Linked DNA regions of Rattus norvegicus: region 1 is linked to region 2. Evidence: chromatin contacts called from public Hi-C data. All regions are on one chromosome and are shown on one strand. Each heading gives the region's core, a stretch centred on a gene start, on an enhancer-like site or on the middle of the called end of the contact. The rest is flanking DNA. Distances are from core to core; before and after follow the strand shown. Region 1 overlaps Clip2 (CAP-GLY domain containing linker protein 2). Region 2 holds the start of Rfc2 (replication factor C subunit 2).

The links. Hi-C and Micro-C count contacts between places; a contact is called where the count stands out from the background.
Region 1: a Hi-C map of kidney shows a contact between it and region 2, with 8 times the contacts expected there. The contact joins the enhancer-like site here to the promoter of Rfc2 in region 2. A contact is called at or near these places in 12 of 12 Hi-C or Micro-C datasets (the A7r5 cell line, the Rat2 cell line, Schwann cells and 7 more) and 1 of 1 datasets of contacts at active chromatin or transcription factors (oligodendrocytes).

Annotation. Positions count from the first base shown.
Region 1 is chr12:27,847,119-27,852,453 of GRCr8, forward strand. Clip2 (CAP-GLY domain containing linker protein 2) reads left to right here. Exons shown (of 17, transcript NM_021997.2): 9 at 787-891; 10 at 2,142-3,077. Among named protein-coding and RNA genes, the nearest start is that of Gtf2ird1, 41 kb to the right of the region's middle. Within about 2 kb of position 3,948, at least 18 of the 93 cell types and tissues checked have an H3K27ac peak or open chromatin away from gene starts, as enhancers often do.
Region 2 is chr12:27,766,293-27,771,355 of GRCr8, forward strand. Rfc2 (replication factor C subunit 2) reads right to left here and starts at 3,733. Exons shown (of 11, transcript NM_053786.1): 1 at 3,599-3,733; 2 at 739-808. The coding sequence starts at 3,696.

The DNA of each region.
Region 1 (5,335 bases), core at 2,698-5,197, 81 kb after region 2:
TTAGCGATATAGTGAATCCCTGTCTCGGAAAATCCAAACGAAAGTCCAGAGTCAGGATTACAAGTTCAAAGGCCAGACTGGGGTACACAGTGAGTTTTAGGACAGCCTTGGTTATATAGCCAAAAAAACTGTTTGAAAAAAAAAGAAAAAAGAAAAAACAGATGTAGTAGTACACATCCTAAATCCTGGCACTCAGGAGGTAGAGACATAGGTGAGTTCAAGGCCTACATAGGATATCCAAGGCCCACTGGGAGCTGTATAGTGACTAAAGAAAGAAGGAAAAAGAGAAAAAGAAGGGCTTGGGAGATGGCTCAGCAGGTAACGGGGCTTACCACCAAACCTGACGCCCAGAATTTGATCCCTGGGACCCACATGGAAGAAATAAAATGTACCTAACAAAAGAAGAAAAAGACCCTTAAATCCCACAAGGGAAGGAACTGGGTACCCACGGCCACTGCATTACCAGAGGCTAGCAAGGTTACACAGCCTCCTCTGCCTTGAACACCACCCCGCCCAGCTAGGCCACAGTGATGGGAGGGCACCCAGCCCCCTCATGAACCCCACTTCTGAGACCTCTCTCTTTTCCCTAAGCAATTCCGGCTCATTGATCTGTTTTCAGTCTTGTTCACGGAAGATGACGCCTCCTCTCTCTCTCTCTTTCTCTTCCCTTCACACGCCCTTTCTTTCTTTCTCCGGCTTCCTGTTCCCTGTACCCCCTTCCCCCATGTCCCTGCCTTCCTTATCCACCCTGCCATCCCTCCCTCACCCCCACCCTGGGTGGAGCAGACCCAGACCCAGCTGGAGCACGCGCGCATTGGGGAGCTGGAGCAGAGTCTGCTATTGGAGAAGGCGCAGGCCGAGCGGCTGCTCAGAGAATTAGCGGATAACAGGGTAAACCGTGCCCACCATTGCCACCCACCCAGCCAGCGCCTTGGCCCTTCCATGCCCCCTTTGCTTTTTTTTTTTTTAAATCATTTCTTCTGCCATCATAATGGCTGCTTTTTCGAGCCCCTTCCGTGCTCCCCTCTGGGAGGGAAGTTGAAATTTAGAGTCTGGCTCATTGTGGCCAAGTGATGCTCTTAGGGAAGGGGGTCTCAGTCCTCTGGGATTACTTCCAAGTTCATGGCTCCTTGAATGCAGGTGTCTCTGTGACCTTCCCTGTGCCTCCCTCCTGTGCACTGCCATGAAGAAGCCTTCTGGGAGTGGTCTGCCCCATACTTGGGTGGACACTGCTTCCTTGACAGGAAGGCAGACCCAGAGTACTCTAGGCCAGAGACTCCTAAGGTGGCAACAGAGCCAACCTGGAGGACCTGAGGCTCAGGAAATGGGGCTTTATATGTTGGGATATCCCCAAAGGTGGGGATGATGTCGGCCTCAGAGTCTGACCATAGGTGTGTTAGGGAGGCCCTGAGAAACTCATTTGGGAGAACGGTCCAGTCAGTTCTAGGGTGTGGTTCTATGTCCTGTATGCCAGGCCCAGCTGGCCTCTCCACACCTTTTGTACGTGTAACCCATACATGTGTCCAAATGGCTAGCCAGCCTACCTCTAGTTCTGCTGGGAGGAATTTAACCAGGCAGCAAGAATTGATTAGGAAAACCACCCTGCAGACAGTTGGAGGCTTGTGGCAAGGGCTCAGCTTGTGGATAGTAGCCGAAGCACTGTGCAGGGCTGTGGGTATCTGGAGACACATGGCTTCATGTGTACGCCGGCCATGACCAGATGATCACAGGCACTGGTGTGCCTGAACGCTGTGTGCAGGAAACTCACTAGATGGTTTAGCACCCACTAGATAGGCCCCTTGATCTACAGCTCCACCTGCAAGTCAGAGAATGGTTATCTGGTTGGGCATGGGAGGCTGAGGCAGGAGGATTGCTGAGATATGCATACACATAACATATTAGCCTCTAGAAAGTCCTCTAAGCTCAAACCTCTCTTGTGCAGTGATGTGTTCTAAGCTACCTAAGCAATGAGGACATTTGGTTCACCCCATCCATCATTTGGGGTACAATAGAGTCCCTGAGAACAGCCAGTAACCACCAGCTAGGGATAGGCACCTCCCCATCATCTGACTGTCCCCCCATCCTGGCTGGCATGTCCCCATCACTGATCCATGGTCACTGACTTGTCTCTCTCCTGCTAGCTGACCACAGTGGCTGAGAAGTCTCGGGTGCTGCAGTTAGAAGAAGAGCTGAGCCTGCGGCGTGGTGAGATCGAAGAGCTACAACACTGCCTCCTCCAGTCAGGTCCACCACCTGCGGACCACCCAGAGGCCGCTGAGACCCTGCGGCTGCGAGAGCGGCTGCTGTCGGCTAGCAAGGAGCACCAGCGGGACAGCACCCTGCTCCAGGACAAGTATGAGCACATGCTAAAGACGTACCAGACAGAAGTGGACAAGCTTCGGGCAGCCAACGAGAAGTACGCTCAGGAAGTGGCAGACCTCAAGGCCAAGGTCCAGCAGGCCACCACCGAGAACATGGGGCTCATGGACAACTGGAAATCCAAGCTGGACTCTCTGGCCTCCGATCACCAGAAATCTTTAGAAGACCTGAAGGCCACGCTGAACTCTGGCCCAGGCGCCCAGCAGAAGGAGATTGGCGAGCTGAAGGCCCTGGTGGAGGGCATCAAAATGGAGCACCAACTGGAGTTAGGGAACCTGCAGGCCAAGCATGACTTAGAGACGGCCATGCATGGGAAGGAGAAAGAGGGCCTGCGGCAGAAGCTGCAAGAGGCCCAGGAGGAGCTGGCCGGGCTGCAGCAGCACTGGAGGGCACAGCTGGAGGAGCAGGCCAGCCAGCACCGGCTGGAGCTACAAGAAGCCCAGGACCAATGTCGTGACGCCCAGCTACGTGTGCAGGAGCTGGAGGGACTGGATGTGGAATACCGCGGCCAGGCTCAGGCCATCGAGTTCCTCAAAGAACAGATCTCGCTGGCTGAAAAGAAGATGCTGGATTACGAGATGTTGCAGAGGGCGGAAGCCCAGAGCAGGCAGGAGGCCGAGCGGCTGCGGGAAAAGCTTCTGGTGGCTGAGAATAGACTGCAGGCTGTCGAGTCCCTGTGCTCAGCCCAGCACAGCCATGTAGGCTGCATTCGCTTCTGTGGGGCCCAGCTGGGGAGGGACAGGGAGGGCGTGGCCTCTGCATGCCAGCTGGGGGAGCTTTTTCCTTGTGCCTGGAGCTGACCAAGGGAGCCCCAGAGGAGGAGCTTCCGTCTCCCTCCATCAGAGCCATGAGGATTCTTGGGACCACTGTAGTCTAAGAGGACCCTGCTTGACCCTTCATACACAGGCTTTGAGAGCCATCGAAGGCACCATTTTGCTAGCCCCTGAACGCTGACTGGCTTAGACTGGAAGGCTGAGACTTGGCAAATGGCAAGTTCGAGGCCAACCTCAGTAGCTTAGTGAGATTCTATTTCAAAGTTAATTTTTTTAAATGAGCTGAGTGTGTGGCTCAGTGCCAGAGCACTAGAATGCCCCCCTAGCAGAGGTCCTCAGTTCCATCCCCAGCGTGACAAAACAGTACACACAGTCTATTGAACAGGTTGCTCCCATTTCCTCTCTGGTACCCAGTACTCAGGTAGCACCCACAAAAAGGACCTGCTCCTCCCAGGTCCTTGTCTCAGACACCTCCCCGGGGACTCAAAGATGTCTCTCTATCTTCCAGAAAGGTCCCAGCCACCATGACCCACTTTGTCCCAAGTCTAGAAGTACCCAGCTATATCGTCCTTGCTCCAGATGAGCATGTCCCATTAGTCCTTGAGGGGGTGTCAAGGAGTATAGAGAGCCCTGTCCATTCTAGCAAGTCCAGCAAGGATGCTTCACCGGCTCCGAGCTCCACATTTCTGAGTCCTGCATTGGTCCATTTCAAGATGTATTGTGTTTAGCCATACACCGTGAGCACCAATGCCCATGGTGGCCAGAGGCTTCGGAAACCATGGAGCCGGCGTTCCGAGTGCCTGTGCGCCACCTGGCTTGTGTGCTGGGAATTACACCCAGGTAATCTGCGAGTGCAGTGCCCACTCTTAACTGCCAGGCTGCGTCTCCAGCCCCCAATAACTCATTTAAAATAGCCTTACAAAGGGTCAGCTAGGACTGTGATAATTAGTCCATGCACGATATCGCTCTGCAGTGTGGTATTCAGGGAATCAATTGTCTGTAGGTCCAAGTCTTGTAAGAAAGGACCTCTTCCTGCCTTGTGCTATAGCATTCTATAGTTGCCTTCCTCTCAGGAGGAAACTCTTTTTTTTCTTTTCTTATTTGTTTGTCTGAGATAGGGTCTTGCATAGCCCAGGCTAGCCTCAAATTCACTCTGTAGCTGAGGATAACCTTAATTTTTTTAAAAGATTTATATATTTATTTTATGTATGTGAGTACACTGTCACTGTCTTCAGACATAACAGAAGAGGGCATCGGATCCCCGTTACAGATGGTTGTGAGCTACCAAGTGGTTGCTGGGAATTGAACTCAGGACCTCTGGGAGAGCAGTCAGTGCTCTTAACCGCTGAGCCATCTCCCCAGCCCCCTAACCCTAAATTCTTGATCCTCTTGTCTTTAACTCTCAGGTGCTAAGATTACAGATTTGTATCACCATATTCCACCTTGCTGATATATGTGTTTGTGTGTGTACATGCTCACATGTGTGCACATGCATGTGTATATGGGGTGCATATGTGTGGAGGTCAGAGGTCAACCTTGGGTACAGTCTATTTGTTTTTGACATGGGGTATCTGAAGTAGGTAGGTTGGCTGGTTGGCCACCCATCACCAAGGATCAGCCAGTATCTGCTTCCCGGTGCTTGGATTACAAGTGTGCACCACTGTGTCCAGCTTTTTAGGTGGGTTCTGGGGCCCAGACTCAAGCAGTAGCAAGGCAAGCCTTTTACCAATTGAGCCGTCTCACCAGCTCCTCCTTTTTTCTTTTTCAATCAACTTCTTCTTCCTTGGCTTCTGAGTTTACTATTAAATAAGCATTGTGAAGAAGGCAGTTAAGGAAGCCCCTAGATGGGCCATCCACGCTCTGTTGTATATATTGAGAGCTTGTTTTATGATTGGAGCGTCAAGGCTGGTGTCCTGCAAAAGATTGCCAAGGCAGATCTCAGAAAAAGAAAAAAAAAAAAAGACACCTCTATTTAATATCTTCTTAACCAAGGGTATAGCCAAGTCAGACCTGGTGACTCAGTACCATAAATTCTAGCTACCAGGAGCTGCAGCAGGAAAATCGCAATCTCCAGGCCTCCTTGAGCTGCAGAATAAGTTGATAACCCATTCTAATAAGTCAATAGGGAATGAGCTACAGGCGTGGCTCAGTGGTAGAGCCCCTGCCTAGAATCCCCCAGTGAG
Region 2 (5,063 bases), core at 2,483-4,982:
AAAAAAAGTTAGGCGTAGTGGTGCCTGCCTCTAGTCTCAGCACCAGGGAGGTTGAGGCATGAGGATCAGGGACTCAAGGCCAGTTTAGGCTACAAACCAAAATCCTATCTCAAAAACAAATAAATAGCTGGGGTGTAGTGGCACACACCCTTAATCCCAGCACTTGGGAAGCAGAGGCAGGCAGAGCTTTCTGAGTTAGAAGCCAGCCTGGTCTACACAGAAAGTTCTGGGCCAGCCAGGACTACCTAGTGACATCCTGTCTCAAAAAACAAGAACAACAAAACAACCAAAAAGTAAAACTCCTCAAAACAAATAAACAAACAAAAAGAGATGGCTTAGCAAATAAAGGCACTTGCGAAGGCTAACAAGTTGAGTTCTACTGAGGTAAGAAGACTCGCCCTAAATGTGGGTGGCACCCAATGAAACGGAGCTGAGCACCGCATCCATCTGTCTCTGCTGTGTGACCAATGTCTCACACTCCTGTTGCCATGTCTTCCCCACCATGACGGACTGTTTCCCTCAGACTGTGAGCCAAGGCCAAATCAACCCTTCTTCGCTTAAGTTCTGTTCATCAGGTCTATGTCATTCCCGAGAGGAAGAGTTAAAGTAACCTCTCCTTCACCATCTCGGCAACCTTTCTCCAATCCCCACTAGCTTACTGGATCCATGATGTGATGTCAGGGGTGTGTGTGTGTGTGTGTGTGTGTGTGTGTGTGTGTGTTTTCCCGGCACCTTTACCTCCAGCCTGCTCACAGTGTCTTCGTTTCCCACTATTTCATTGAGCTTCACTGGTCTGTATTTTTCAACCCTGTTGAGGAAAAAGCAAATATTGACATGGTTATCCTACAGTACACAGAAGAAAGGGCAGGAAAGGACAACCCAAACTCTGGCAGGGCGGGGCTGTGGGTAATGCCAACACACAGAGGCAGAGTCGGGAGGACTCTGGGTTCCAGGCCAGCCTCTGTCACGTACATAAACTACTTCAAGAAGAAATAAGAAACCAGCAAGAGTGCACATAAAGTCACTCTCAGCAAAGCTAGTCAGCCTTATTTCAATCTCCAGAACCAAGATGGCCCAGGAAGAGAACCGATGTCCTCCACATGCTGTGGGACTTGGACGTATGGCGCGCGCACACTCACAAAATGAATAGATAATCATGTCCTGGAGCGATGGCTCAGAGGCGGAAAGCACTGGCTGCTGTTTCGGAGGACTTAGGTTCAATTCCTTCCCTGCACCTACACGGAAGCTCACAACTGCCCGTGACTCCAGTTCCACAGACTGAGGTCCTCACACAGACACACATGCAGGCAAACCACCAATGCACATAAAAATAAATAAATAAATATAAGTAGTCACGCCAGGCGGGGTGGCAATCCCAGGTATCTTGGGGGTGGAGACAGGAGGTTCAGAAATATATAACAAGTACAAGGCCAGTCTAGGCTAAATGAGACACTTTCGATAAGTTTAAAAGACAAAAATAATAGCTAGAGAGATGACTCAGTGGTTAAGAGTGTTTGCTGCGGGGGCTGGGGATTTAGCTCAGCGGTAGAGCGCTTGCCTAGCGAGCACAAGGCCCTGGGTTCAGTCCCCAGCTCCGAAAAAAAGAAAAAAGAAGAAAAGAAAAAAGAAAAAAAAAAAAAAAAAAGAGTGTTTGCTGCTACAGAACACCCAGGTTGGACTTCTAGCATCCACACGGTGAGTCACAACCTCCTGGAACTCTTAACTCCAAGGGATCCAATGCCCTCTTCTGGCCTCTTCATGTCTGCCCGCATACATTGTCCCATATAGACACACAGACAAAGAAAGCGCTCACACACTTAAAGAGAACCTTAAACAGACAAAAACCAACCAACCAACAGCTAACCCAAAACCACGAAAGGAGCCAGCAAGACGGGTCAATGGATCAAAGTGCTTGCTGATAGGCCTGACCACCTGGGTTTGATCCCTGGGACCCACACGGTAGAACGGTAGAATACTAGAGGTCTTCCCCCCAGTAAAGAAGTGTGAAAAGAAAGGCTTAACTGAGAAAAGATAACAGCAGAACTTTTGTATGACCTGGCTCCTCCTGTCCACTCCACAGAGCAGAGGGAACCAGCGTAAGCTGTGGTTTCTGGCTCGCCAGCCCTGGTGCACACTTGACAACCATCTGCAGGGGCTGGCAGGTGGGCAGCGATGGACCCAGGTGCACCCCTTTATTATACCAAATGAGGAGACTATCTTCAGGGAGTCTGTGGTGACAGGCCAGATGTGCTATTGCTCCAGGTGGCCTACTCCCCTCCCTCTCTAGCAGCAGTCGGTGGTCTGGGACTATGACCGGGAAGCCTGGGTCTTAGGGAAAATAACTCTTGGTCACTTCATTAAAATACTGTTCCCTTGAGGCAGGAGAGAGCCCAGTGCTTGAGAGCACAAATTTAAAACATCTATGCCTATTTAGAATCTAGTTATTCATAGACAGGGTCTCGTGTAGCCCAGGCTAGCCTAATACTCACTATGTTGCAAAGGATGACCTTGAATTCCAATTATTCAGCCCCTAGCTCTCCAGTTCCAAGATCATAGGCATGTATCGCTAGGCCCAGACCACGAGGGGCTGGGGATGGAAATGTGGGTCTCCATTTGACAGTAAGCACCCTATCAACTGGATCAATCTCCTGATGGCCTGGAACTCATGATCTGTCTAGCTCAACCTTCTGACCACTAAGTTCTGCTTTTTAAATAAACAGTCAATGTTGAAAGCCAAAAGGACGTTTTTCTAGCTCTGCGTACGGATGTAGATTAACCATGATCTGACCATCAGTTTCCTTTGCTCTTTTTTTTTTTCATTGTTTTCTTTCCTTTCTCTCTCTCCAGTTTCACACAGTCCTTGCCAGACTGGAACTCCTGATCCTCGAACTCAAGAGATCCACCATCTCCAGCCTCCTGAATGCTTTATGTTTTAAGTATATATCCATACACGTTTATTATTTGTGGAGATCAGAGAACAACTTTGGGAATCAGTTCTCTCCTTCCAAAATGTAGAATCCAGGGACTAAACTCAGTTTTTCAAGTACTCTAATCGCTGGTCTCAAACTCACTATGCCGCTAATGATGACCTAACAGGTGCCTGGTGGCTCACACCTGCCATTCCAGCACTTGGGAAGCTGAGGCAGGAAGACTGCAGAAGGTTCAAAGCCAGCTTGGGCTGCACAGTGAAACCCAGGGCTGTGAATGGGCCTCAGTCGGTAGAGTGCTAGCTTAGCACGCACGAGGCTCTGTGTTCCATCCCCGGCACTGCTTTACGGAAATAATGCATGCCTGTCGCCCCAGGATCAACGTTTAAAGTCGTCCTTTGCTATGTAGTGAGTTCAAGTCCAGCCTGGGTTACATAAGGCACGGTCTCAAAAAAAAAAAATAAAGAAAAACAAAAACCTAGCAGATTTTCCAAGAAGAAAAAGGAAAATCTGCGTTCCTGGGGACCTGAACCTTCTGGGGTGGTTCTGGGGGACTTCTGCACCTTCGGTGTGCCCCCCTAGACCCAGGCCGAAGCCGGGTTCCTGGAGTTACTGAGCCCGCCCTCACTTGCCATCCCTCTACGCGAGCGTTACTATGGCTGCAGGCTCACCACGGCAGCTCGTAGTGGCCGGTGGTCTTGCTGGGGACAGGCGAGGGCTCCTGCGTCCCACTCTCAGCCGAGCCACTGCCGCTCTCCTGAACCTCCATTCCGGTGCCTGCTCTTCCCGCCACCCGAAGCTCCGCCCCATGACGCTTCCACGGAAGTCTGGACCCAGGTTTCCGGGCAACGCTGAGAGCAAGCGGAAGTGCGTGTTTGGGGAGGCGGTCTCTTCCTGCGCTTGCGCAGAGAGCACAGCGTAGCCATCCCCTGGCCGCTAGAGGTCGCGGTGGCCACAGAGCTCGCGTTTGAGAGGCGGGGGAAGAGAGACATTTTATTGTATCTTATTTAATTGTACTCTATTTCATTTCGTTTTGTTTTCTTTTTACTTCCTTAGGTTTTGTTTCGTTTTGTTTTTTGTTTTTTGTTTTTTTGTTTTTTTGTTTTTTTTAGAAACAGTGTTTCTCTATGTAGCCCTTGGTTGCCCTGGAATTTGTAGACCAGGTCTGGAGAGAGGCTCCCTGGTTGAGAGCCCATACCGTTCCTGTCCAGAACCTGAGTTTGGTTTGCAGCACCCACATCAAGCCTCTCACAGACCTTTGTAATTCTAGCTCCAGCGGATCCAACACCCTCTTCTGGACTCTGAGAACATCTGCACTCACGTGCCCATACCAACACAGATACACATGAATACACATAATTAAATTACTTGTTTTTTTGAGACGGGGTTTCCTGTGTAGCCCTGCCTGTCCTGGAACTCACTCTGTAGACGAGGCTGGTCTCGAGCTCAGACATCTGCCTGCCTCTGCCTCTTGTGTGCTGGGATCGAAGGTGTGCATCACCACTGTCTGACTAAAATAAGTATTTTTTTTTTAAAGAGATTACTTTCTAGGTCCAGGCTTGTCTTTAATTCCAGCACTTGGGAGCAGAGGCACGTGGATCTTTGTAAGTTCAAGGCCAGCCAGAACTACATAGTGAGAGCTTCTCACAAAAATCCAAAAAATAAAATAAAATAAAATATCAACAACAAAACTAATGATACTTTCTGGCCAGGCAGAGTGGTACATACCTGTCATTCTTACATTAACAAAACAGGCAGGAGGAGAGTGAGTTCTAGGCCAGGCTGGGCCTACATAGGGGAGACTCTGTCTCAACAAGACAACAAAAAAGCTGACCTGACAATACCTTGTAGCGTCAGCGCTTGGGAGACGGAGGCAGACCTAAGGTATGTGATTCTGCCTCAAATAATAGGGCCTGTGTCAGAAGCCCTGGGTTCCACCACCAGTATCAACAAGAAAAAAAAAAAAAAAAAAAAAAAGATGTTTTCTCCCAAGGTGGCATTTTCAAGGTGTAAGGCTGGTGATTTCCAAGCAGGTTTGCCCCATGGTTAGCAACCTCAGCAAACTGCTTATTTCCATAGTCTGCCTGCCTAGATACATTCCACCAAGTGCCTCTCATAAGCACAGAGGTTTGCGTT